2 separate regions of the Sus scrofa genome follow, and region 1 is linked to region 2. Evidence: chromatin contacts called from public Hi-C data. All regions are on one chromosome and are shown on one strand. Each heading gives the region's core, a stretch centred on a gene start, on an enhancer-like site or on the middle of the called end of the contact. The rest is flanking DNA. Distances are from core to core; before and after follow the strand shown.

Region 1 (4,658 bases), core at 1,936-4,435, 260 kb before region 2:
AAGACTTTTTTGTTGTTGCAATTAACTGAAATCATTTATTCACTATATCCAATGCACATTTTCTCCCCCTGTTGAAATGTGCAAGAAATGTCTTCCAATGAAAGTTCTACCAAAACAACATTTTGGGTATTAAATAGAAATATAATTGGTATAGATTAGTCTGTTTAAATAATTCATTTGACAATAAGGTGACAATTGAAGGAAATGACAGAAAGATGAACTTTCATGTGTAAAACGCAATAGTAAGCCAAGATGCTAAACGCCTCCCACCAACAGTGCCACCTCATCCTGCTGTCCTGCTCGGCACCTCCAGCAGCCAGAGCACAGCTACAGGAGAGGCCTCTGCATAGGAGAAACTGTGAGTGTTTCCTTTCAGCACGAAAGCCCTCCTCAGTGCTGAGCTCCTGGACTCAGCATTAGAGACACAGTGGCTTTTACCTAACAGGCCTGTTCTTCTGACTTATTGTTCCAGCAGAATTAGAAGAAAGTTGTGGCAGAGTTGACACAAAGTGGCATGGGGGGGGGGAGACAGCCAAGGCTACAGAAACAGTAAATATAAAAGTTTCCGTGTAAATCAGAGCCTAGCACTTTCCTAGAATTCCTTAAGGACATGGTCCTATTTCTATTTCTTTGTTTAGACGTGTTGCAGTGGTTGTTCATAAGGATCTTCAATCATCAAGGAAGTGTAAAATTACATTTAGAATATGGTTTAGGAAAGCAGAGATGGGCCAAGTTTTTAAATCATGAATGCTTACAATGGTAAGTTCCTATGATGGTTAATAAATGTGGGACTAGGACCATTCATTTAATGGCAGTCCTTTCTAACTTGGGTTCCATGGATTTGCTTCAAGTGTCCATGAACTTTTAAAAATTGTGTGCAAAATTGTACGTGTTCATCTGTCACCTTTCCATGGGAGAGGGGAGTGTGGGGGAGGTGGGAGACTCCGTAACTTTCATCAGATTCTCATAAAGGTTTGAACACAAAAGAGGTTAGGAACTAACGAGTCATTTGAGAGCACTTCAAGCCAGAGAAGTGTGTGATTTTAAACTTGGGCACGGGATAGTGCTGCATGGCCCCCAAAACAGCTGGTGATTAAAGTTATATCTGTGATGAATCTGGGTCTCTTAGCACATAGAATTTAGGCTTCCATTTTCCTCTTACTTTTATTGAAGCATAGTTGACTTTCTTTTTTCTCTTAAAACGATGCTACCAGAAGTTCCCATTGTGGCTCAGCAGGTTATGAACCCAAGTAGGATCCATGAGGATGAGGGTTCGATCCCTGGGATCCCTGGCCTCACTCTGGGTTAAGGATCCGGTGTTGCCGTGAGCTGTGGTGTAGGTCATAGATGCGGCTCGAATCTGGCATTGCTGTGGCTCTGGTGTAGGCCGGTGGCTGCAGCTCTGATTCGACCCCTAGCCTGGGAACCTACATATGCTGCAGGTGTGGCCCTAAAATGACAAAAGAAAAAAAAAAATCTGCTACCAGTCCTCACTATCTTCCTCATAAAGCAACAACTTAAAAGTACAATTTGCCACGCAGTCCGAGGTATCCTCTGAATGGCCCCTGCTTTATGTCTTCCCAGGCACCCTAAACCAGTTTCCAAGCCCCAAAGTTAAAAATAACTCACTCTCCAGCCAGCTAGACAAATCGCAGCTGCCTTGGTCACCAAAGAAATCTTCAAAGCAGAAATGGATTCAACTCCCCTTACCGCTAAGCAGAGCTCTGGGGCTTGGGAAGCTTCTGTTGGAACAGGAGTGAATGGAGGCCCGGGAAAGAGGGACCAGGGCCAGTAACCAACCAGCTGCTCTGTTGTTGAGGTCACACAGCAGTCCTAAGCCAGCCTATCAGAAGCATGTTCCTATGTTCTCCACAAAATGCTAATGCACTTAATACACACAGTTTTAACGAATTGTCTTCACTTGGGTCCCAATTTCATTAAGACTACTGTTTTTCCGTATTTCTGACTTCAGAAGATCTTTAAATAATGTATACGTGTATCGTAAAAATTTCATACAGTCCAGAAAGTAAATGAAAAGTCAAGACCCCCTCTTCCCCACAAAACTCCCAATTCCACTTCCTGGGGGTCCACTGAATAGTTTTGTGTATCTTTCCGGAAAGTACGTAGACTCTTTGAAAAACAGATGAGGTCACACTATATACATTATTGGGCATCTTGCTTTTTTTCACAGTCTTACAGATTATACACCTCATTCTTTTCCGTGGCTGCAGAGTATGACCGCTGTTGCTTGTGTATCATCACATAGGGTGTTAGATTAGCTCCACTTGGGGGCCGTCCTCACCTGCATACTGCTTCCTGTCGCATGAGTTACTTAAAAGCAAAGTCCTAGCAGTGGAATTGCCACTTGGAATTCATAGCATTTGATGGCAGTTACCGAGGTGCCTTGTAACAAGGTGGCGCTAATTTGTACTTCCAGCAGCAGTCCGAGAGTTCCTGTCTCCCCAATCCTCACTGGCACTGCCAGGGATTTTCAAACTTGAGTATTTGCCATACTCGTAGGTAAAAGTATATTTTATTGCTTTGATTTATCTTATTATGAGGTAGGAATGACAGGTTTATTTTTAAACAAATACATGTTGATTTCGATCTTTAAGAATCACGGGTCCATTTTCTTCATTTAAGCACTTTGTGTCCCTCACAAAGGAGTTTTTCTCTGGAAACTCATCTTCATAAGTTGCCTAATCAAGCTTTCCCTGCATTCAAAAAAAAAAAAAAATCCTTGGTGCCTTTGAGTCAAACTAGTATTTCAGTCGGTTCCTCCATCTCTGCGCTTTGGCCAGATCTTCTGCAATAGTTCTAATCATTTGATCAGTAGTTTGTTTCAAAACGGTTGCTGTCCTTAGGGCATGATCCAAAGATGAGTTTAAAATCTACAGAGAAAGAGTCCACACGTTTTCGTCACTTAAATTTACGACTGCTTCTCTTAATTGGGTTCGCATTATTCAACACCGCTAAGTGGAATTTTTGGAGTACTCTCTTTTCCACCCGGTCTATTTCTGTTTTGAGGGTTTGTTTCCTAGGAAACCAGTCTGAGTGGAATATGTTTTTTTAGAAAAAAGGGACAGAAAAAAGGCCAACACGTGACTGATGAGCATGAATCAGAGGGTGAGGTCAGCAACCTGCCGGGCTGTTTTCTGCTGTGGAAAAAGAGATGTGTGAGGAGAGAAGCTCCTGGGGTGGGGGGCACAATGCAGGGGATCCCGGGCCATAACCACCGAGAGGGCACCCGGGGTGCAAGTGCATGCATGGGGCAGTGTTGGAAAGTGGCCTGAAAATAAATGGGAGACTGCTGGCAGCTGTCACCCCAGTGTCACTGGACAGACTTGTGAGTGGGGTGCCCTCATGCCAGGGCCAGGAGAATCTGTGCCAAGGCACCACCCATAGAACACTTTCTCCAGGAAGTTTGCCTTGGACCCAATTTAGGAATAATGCAAACCACGTGGCCACTCAGGCTGTGTATCTTTATGTTAGTGCTGAGCACACGTTGCTTTAGCAAAGCTTTTTCTGACGCTCTGTACTGTAATAATTTAAAGGCCATCAGTTTTGTGGTCATCCAGACCAAACTTACAAGCTGCAAGGATTCTAGAATTTTTTTCTAACTCCTCACCTCAGATTCCATCTCCTCAACACCACGAAAGTTGCTTAAGGATGTGCTTCCAGAAATCCTGCAGGACTGGGAAGGGGGTGAGCATGTAGCCAGGTCTGAACTGTAAAAAACGCAAAGGCACCTGAGTGCCATCCAGCTCTGTGGTTAGGTAATGGCCGTGTGTGTGTGTGTTGGGACAAGGAGCTGGTGCACCCCTGCCCAAGGACACATAACCAGGATGCAAACCCAAGAACTCCCCAGGGGCCACATCCATAAACACTGCACTGCACTCTGAGAGTGGGTGGTGGGGTTCAGACTTGAATGTGACCGCATGGCCTGAACTCTAGCCACACTGCTACATTGTCCTGCCTCCCAAATAGCTCTTGAATATGAGACTTCTCTCTTTCCTCTTCTACCACCCTTGGCCAAGCTGCCATCACGCCACCTGGATTATTGCACTAGCCTCCTATTTGGCCTCTGTGCTGCAATCCTTGACTCCTCTAATTTCTTCCCTCTCCCTTAGTTAGTGATCTTTTAAAACACAAGAAAATGTTAAAAAACACTCAGGTTAAAAAAAAAAAAAAAAAAAAAAAACCACCTCTTTGGCTTCCCATTATATCTAAGCCTCTGAAATCTTGCAGCTGACAAGCCCCTGCACGGTCTGGCCCTGCCCATCCCACTGGCCTTCCCTCACCAGCCTCATCTTGCCCACTGCTTCTCCATCTTCCAGGCTCCAGCTGCATCGTTCCTGGACTTGCCAAGGGCCTTCCCACACCAGGACGCCCTCCTAGACTGGCACCTTCTTCCCACTTACACCTCCATCCCCTTGCTAGTTCATTCATACTCACCCTTTAGAACTCAGTTTCCCTGAACCCCCAAACTAGGTAATAGCACTCGGTATGCCCCCTTTTCCTCTACCAATAAAAGTGAGCTCTCTGAGGGCAGGAACGGCGGGTGACTTAGTCCCAGTGTCCTGCTATCGACACTCAAGTATTTGTTGAATGAATCACTGAATGACTGAAGTATTAGCCAGACCTACATTTGAATCCTG
Region 2 (5,245 bases), core at 2,166-4,665:
TCGTGTTTCTTTTTATTTTTTTTTATTTTATTTTTTACTCATGTTTCTTAACCCACTCTTTAATTTTCTTCGTATTGCAATACTCTTTAGCTATCTCTTGGAAATTAGAAGAACATGAGAAATTTGAATAAGTGAGAGAAGTTGTTGACATTCATAGACATGTTTGGACAGTTCACAGAATCTGTGAATAAAATGGGGGTGTTTCCTGAAGTAAAAGAAAACAGAAGTTTGCAGTTGAGATTGACGGGCTTTTCCATGGGGTATGGCAACTCCTGAGCAAATCATTTTAGGTGACTGCATTTGAAGGGAAAACGTCTCCATTCCCTCATCTTTATGCCTGCAAAAGGTCAGCTGTTGCATTTATGAAACCTAGATCTTCTCTATTAAAAAAGAGAGTTGATCTAAAATTAAATTATTGTAAAGAGCAAGCATAGACATACGTCTATCAGTTGAATTGTTCATTACAGTAAAACTTGACTGTGGACAAGTTGACTGGACAAGTTGACTGTGGCAGTAAACTGTCTTTTGTCTCATTCCAAAAAGAACAAAAACTGCTAGGAAGTTCAGGTTCTGAAATATGAGTTTGGTGCTTTTAAGGGTTCCTAGAAGTATAGAAAGTCATCAAGTAAACACTACATTTCTAATCATCTCGGAGTTGTGGCTGTTGTCTTCAGCAATTGATCCACAGGGTAAATTTCAATGATTCATGTATTTTCCATTGTTGCTTCTGAGGGTCTTTCACACAAGACAAAGGAAAGCTAGTGGAACGGAAAGAAGAGTTACACCTTGTGGGTGTGAGTTTGGAACCTGCTGGTCAATGGGAATGTCACTCCCTGGAAATACAGGTTCAGCATGTTTTGCACTTGTTATTTTGTAGCTTTAATGACTTTTGTTTTCTAATAGGGCTAACATCTCTAAGCTTGGTGCTTAGAGCCGCTTCATATTTTAAACTAGTTCCATTTCACAGCTCTAGTTGTTCAAACCAGTTTTTACAGCCTCCTGGATGGGTCATCTTGACCTAAACTCTTGAACTATTATGTTTGAGATGTCTTCATACCAGAATGTACCAAAAAGTACACAGCGTGAAGGTAATTTAAAGCAAATAACAAACACACAGTTTATTTCATGTCTTGACTTTATGTAAGCAGATAAGCAGAAACTTGCTTAATTTGTCACTTTGGTTGGTGTGTCATCTATTTTTGACTGAAAATTGTAGGAAGTTGTTTCTCTAAAGGAGTCCATTTAGGGGTAGAAGAACGGGGTTAGCAGTTTTGCCTCAGATTCAAACTGGCATCACCATAAACCCAGTATGCTGGGGTGGAATGAAATCAGCTTTTTATAGTTGAAATAAAATTTTTTATTCACCATTGTCTGCACAAATCCTTGAAAATAAAATTTCTTTCCCTACCATTTTGTCCATTTGTCAAATACATGCTGATTTTTTTTTTATTTTTTATTTTTTTGTCTTTTCTAGGGCCACACCCTCTGCACATGGAGGTTCCCAGGCTAGGGGTTTAATCAGAGCTGTAGCCACAGGCCTATGCCACAGCCACAGCAATGCAGGATCCGAGCCGTGTCTGCAACCTACACCACAGCTCACGGCAACGCTGGATCCTTAACCCACTGAGCAAAGCCAGGGATCGAACCTGCAACCTCATGGTTCCTAGTCAAATTCGTTAACCACTGAACTACTATGGGAACTCCCCCATGCTGAATTATTGAACTGTTCAGCATCCCCTGGGTTCTGCCCATAGTATACCTTTTAGTCTGCATTAGTGAATGCCATCAGTTCTGTGAACCCCCTGTGATGGTCACTGAATGTATGATAGAGTTCAGAATCTATGAGGGCATAGCTCTCTCCTTTGAGAGAACTGATATATGTGTAATCATTTATACACACACATATTTACATATATATATTCGTGTGTATGTATGTGTATATATATATATAAATACATTTTTGAGGCGTATTAAATAATGCAAATAACACACCCCCAATACATTTCACCTACTACTGCTATTAAAATACAATTACCGGAGTTCCCGTCGTGGCGCAGTGGTTAACGAATCCGACTAGGAACCATGAGGTTGCGGGTTCAGTCCCTGCCCTTGCTCAGTGGGTTAACGATCCGGCGTTGCCGTGAGCTGTAGTGTAGGTTGTAGACGCGGCTCAGATCCCACATTGTTGTGGCTCTGGCGTAGGCCGGTGGCTACAGCTCCGATTAGACCCCTAGCCTGGGAACCTCCATATGCCGCGGGAGCGGCCCAAGAAATAGCAACAACAACAACAAAAGACAAAAAAAAAAAAAAAACAATTATCATCTGCCACCACCAGCCATAAATTTATTCATTCAAGCGAGATTATCAGGTTACCCAGCCACATACCTAGAAAATCCTTGAGCCAGTGGGATTCTGGCAAATACAATGGATACTTTCTCCCTATTTGTTTATTCCACCTGCTGGGTGGCAATGGCACAAGGCCATATTATAACGTGTGCTCTCTGGTGTGAAAGGAACTAATTCTACTTACATAGTTGTTCCTTTTTTTTTTTTTTTTTGAAATCATTCTGGAATTTGAAAGATGTTTTAATGACTTTGAAAGTAAACGATTCAGCAATATGACTACCAAAGCAAGTTCCAGATGGCAGGAGGGCTCTCTGAAGATAAGGATATGCCTTCCTATCTTTATTCATTTCAAGGCTAGTCTGACTACTTAGTCCTTGGATTTCAGTAATCTGTGCTCACCTTTGTCTTTGGTAAAATGATGTTTGCCTTCGTCCTTTGGAGGAGCTCCTGGGAAGTTGATGTTGGTAATGACCAGGAATTGCCTTCTCCCTGGGAAAGGAATCATTCACTTAGAGACCTCCGGAGATTGAATCATCTTATATCCAGTACTTGGATCAAAGATCAAAGAAAAGCTATAGATATGGATTATAAATATGTAGCTGCACAAAGATCAAAAGGCATTCACGATTCAGTTTTGTGGGAACTTGTTCCGCCTTTACCTGGGCCCTGGGTTCCCCTCCGAGCCACGCGAGGGCAGCAAAGTGCGCACACGGGGAAGGCCTGTGCTGGATGGTTCCTCTCAGAATCCTCCGGGGCGGGGTAGGGCGTGCAGAGGGTTTAAAGGAGGGTGCAGACTTCCGCTCCGGAACCGGAGGGAGAGCGGCCGGGGGTGAGGTTGCAGTGTGCTGTGATGAGGAGTTGCGTGGAAGGCGCGTGCGGGCCGAATGTGTGAGTGGATGCGTGAATGTGAGTGCGCGTGGTGCGTGCAAGGCGAGTGCGTGCTCCCGCCCCCGTGCCCCTCCCCCGGCCTACACCTTGATCTTATTTGATCGGGTTGTGACTCCAGCCCCGCCGGGCCGACCCGAAATGAAAGGCTCACCTCCTGCGAAGCCCTTTTCTTGGGGCGCTGTGCAGCGAGGCCCAATGGGCGGTGGCAACGCCGCGGTCCCGGAGCCGAGCCTACGGGGCCCGGCGCTCAGACGTGATGAATTGATCAGATAGACGAGGCCGGGCTCGTCCCGGGCCGCTGATTATCGAGGCGATTCTGATCTGAGCCCGGCTCCAGTGCACGGCAGCCCGCGGCGTTGGGGCTAACGTGTCAACGGTCGGCGGCCCCGGGCCGCTGGTGGAGGTTGAATGAGCCATCTCCCCGCCTGCGGGAGCGGAAGCTAAACGTCGACGGAGGCCTTGTTCCTGCTGCAGCTTTTTTTCTTCCCTAGCCGCCTCCTTTTCTTTAGGCCCGCCTTGCAACGATGATTCTTTTGTATGGTGCCAACACTGGTGCCCCGGGTATAAAGGCACTCTACAGTGCCTGCCGCAAAGGGATAGAGGTTTACATGCATGTCTAGATGTGTGTATATCCCTAAGAGAATTTGGAGAGTTTATTAGAACTCAGATTCCAGGGACCCGCAACCAGATTTACTGAATTAGAATTATCAGGGACGTCTAGGAATCTGTATTTTTAAAAGCTGCCATGCATGGATGGCAATAATAAATTTGATGTTATCAACCCACGTGAGGTGATGAACCAGAGCCATTCTAAATAATGAGAACTGAAACAATATTGCCACTGAATAGACTGGAGTATCTCTGGGGAAGAGGGGCTGTGATGGGTTGGTGATTTAAGGGCCCTGCACCTGAGTACCAGGAAGAAGCCCTTTTATATCTGAATTATTCAGCAATGCGTATGCTGTCTAGGCTTAGAAATGGGAACCTGGAGTTCTTGCTATGGCACAATGGGATTGGCAGCATCTTGGGAGCCTTGGGACCAAGGTTTGATCCCTGGCCCCTGTTGCCTGTGGCTTAGGTTACAACTGTGGCTGGAATCGGATCCCTGGCCCAGGGAACTCCACATGCCACCAGGTGGCCAAAAAAAAGGGGAGGTGAAGAGAAATGGGAACTTAGTACAATAATTCTAAAAGGTCTGCCATTTCTTTTTTTCTTTCTTTTTTGTCTTTTAGGGCTGTACCAGTGACATGTGGAGGTTCCCATGTCAAATCAGAGCTGTAGCCACCGGCCTACGCCACAGCCACAGCAACTCAGGATCTGAGCTGAGTCTACAACCTACACCACAGCTCACGGCAATGCCAGAACCTTAACCCACTGAACAAGGCCAGGGACCAAACCCGAGTCCTCATGGATGCCAGTCAGGTTCGTTAACCACTGAGCCAAGACGAGAACTCCGGTCTGCCATTTCTTGCTCATTCTAACAGCAGGTTCCTGTGAGTTACTTGGTGATTTAAGAAGCCACATTAATGCATCAGTTTTTAGGTACCTTTAGACCCCAGCACCAGATTGTTGAGTCCTGTTTCTAAGACTAGGGGGCTATATATCACAGCACAAATCAAGGCAGAGAAAAGGGAATTGACTCCCAGGCAAAAAGTAGCAGAGGGAAGAGAATGAACAATGGCAAGGAGCCAGCACCAGGAAGATAGAGTCCTCATGGGAAGGTAGAATCCATCAGGTGACTAAATCCAGGAGGTCTGAAATCAGTTAAGTCTGACCTCAGCATGAATGTTAGTGCTACTAAAATTACAGTGTTTATAAGCTCATTGTTTCCCCAACACTTAGTGCCAGACACATAAAGGTTTGCAAGAAATGTCGAATGGGTGATATCTGTTGGTTGGATTGACTCCAGCTGACAAAATGTGAATCCCTGTCTCCTGCCAAAAACAGTGCTGTTTTGTCCTAGATCTGTATCTTTTTGGCAAGATCACTTTCTGAGTTGCAAATATGCCCA

Evidence for each region. A called contact is a pair of places that touch in the nucleus more often than the background predicts.
Region 1: a Hi-C map of mesenteric adipose tissue shows a contact between it and region 2, with 2.0 times the contacts expected there. The contact joins two enhancer-like sites. A contact is called at or near these places in 2 of 5 promoter capture datasets (fetal liver and liver), 9 of 47 Hi-C or Micro-C datasets (alveolar macrophages, embryonic fibroblasts, fetal skeletal muscle and 5 more) and 1 of 2 datasets of contacts at active chromatin or transcription factors (skeletal muscle).

What each region holds. Positions count from the first base shown.
Region 1 is chr4:111,226,223-111,230,880 of Sscrofa11.1, reverse strand. AKNAD1 (protein AKNAD1) reads right to left here. Exons shown (of 13, transcript XM_021090095.1): 12 at 3,629-3,728; 13 at 1,407-2,891. The coding sequence ends at 2,760. Among named protein-coding and RNA genes, the nearest start is that of AKNAD1, 33 kb to the right of the region's middle. Within about 2 kb of position 3,185, at least 15 of the 83 cell types and tissues checked have an H3K27ac peak or open chromatin away from gene starts, as enhancers often do. A contact at or near this core is called in mesenteric adipose tissue, retroperitoneal adipose tissue and skeletal muscle, where this site is marked.
Region 2 is chr4:110,962,056-110,967,300 of Sscrofa11.1, reverse strand. C4H1orf194 reads right to left here. Exons shown (of 4, transcript XM_021090091.1): 4 at 4,829-5,245. TMEM167B (protein kish-B) reads left to right here. Exons shown (of 3, transcript XM_001926138.5): 3 at 1-1,410. Among named protein-coding and RNA genes, the nearest start is that of TMEM167B, 6.8 kb to the left of the region's middle. Within about 2 kb of position 3,415, at least 63 of the 83 cell types and tissues checked have an H3K27ac peak or open chromatin away from gene starts, as enhancers often do. A contact at or near this core is called in mesenteric adipose tissue, retroperitoneal adipose tissue and skeletal muscle, where this site is marked.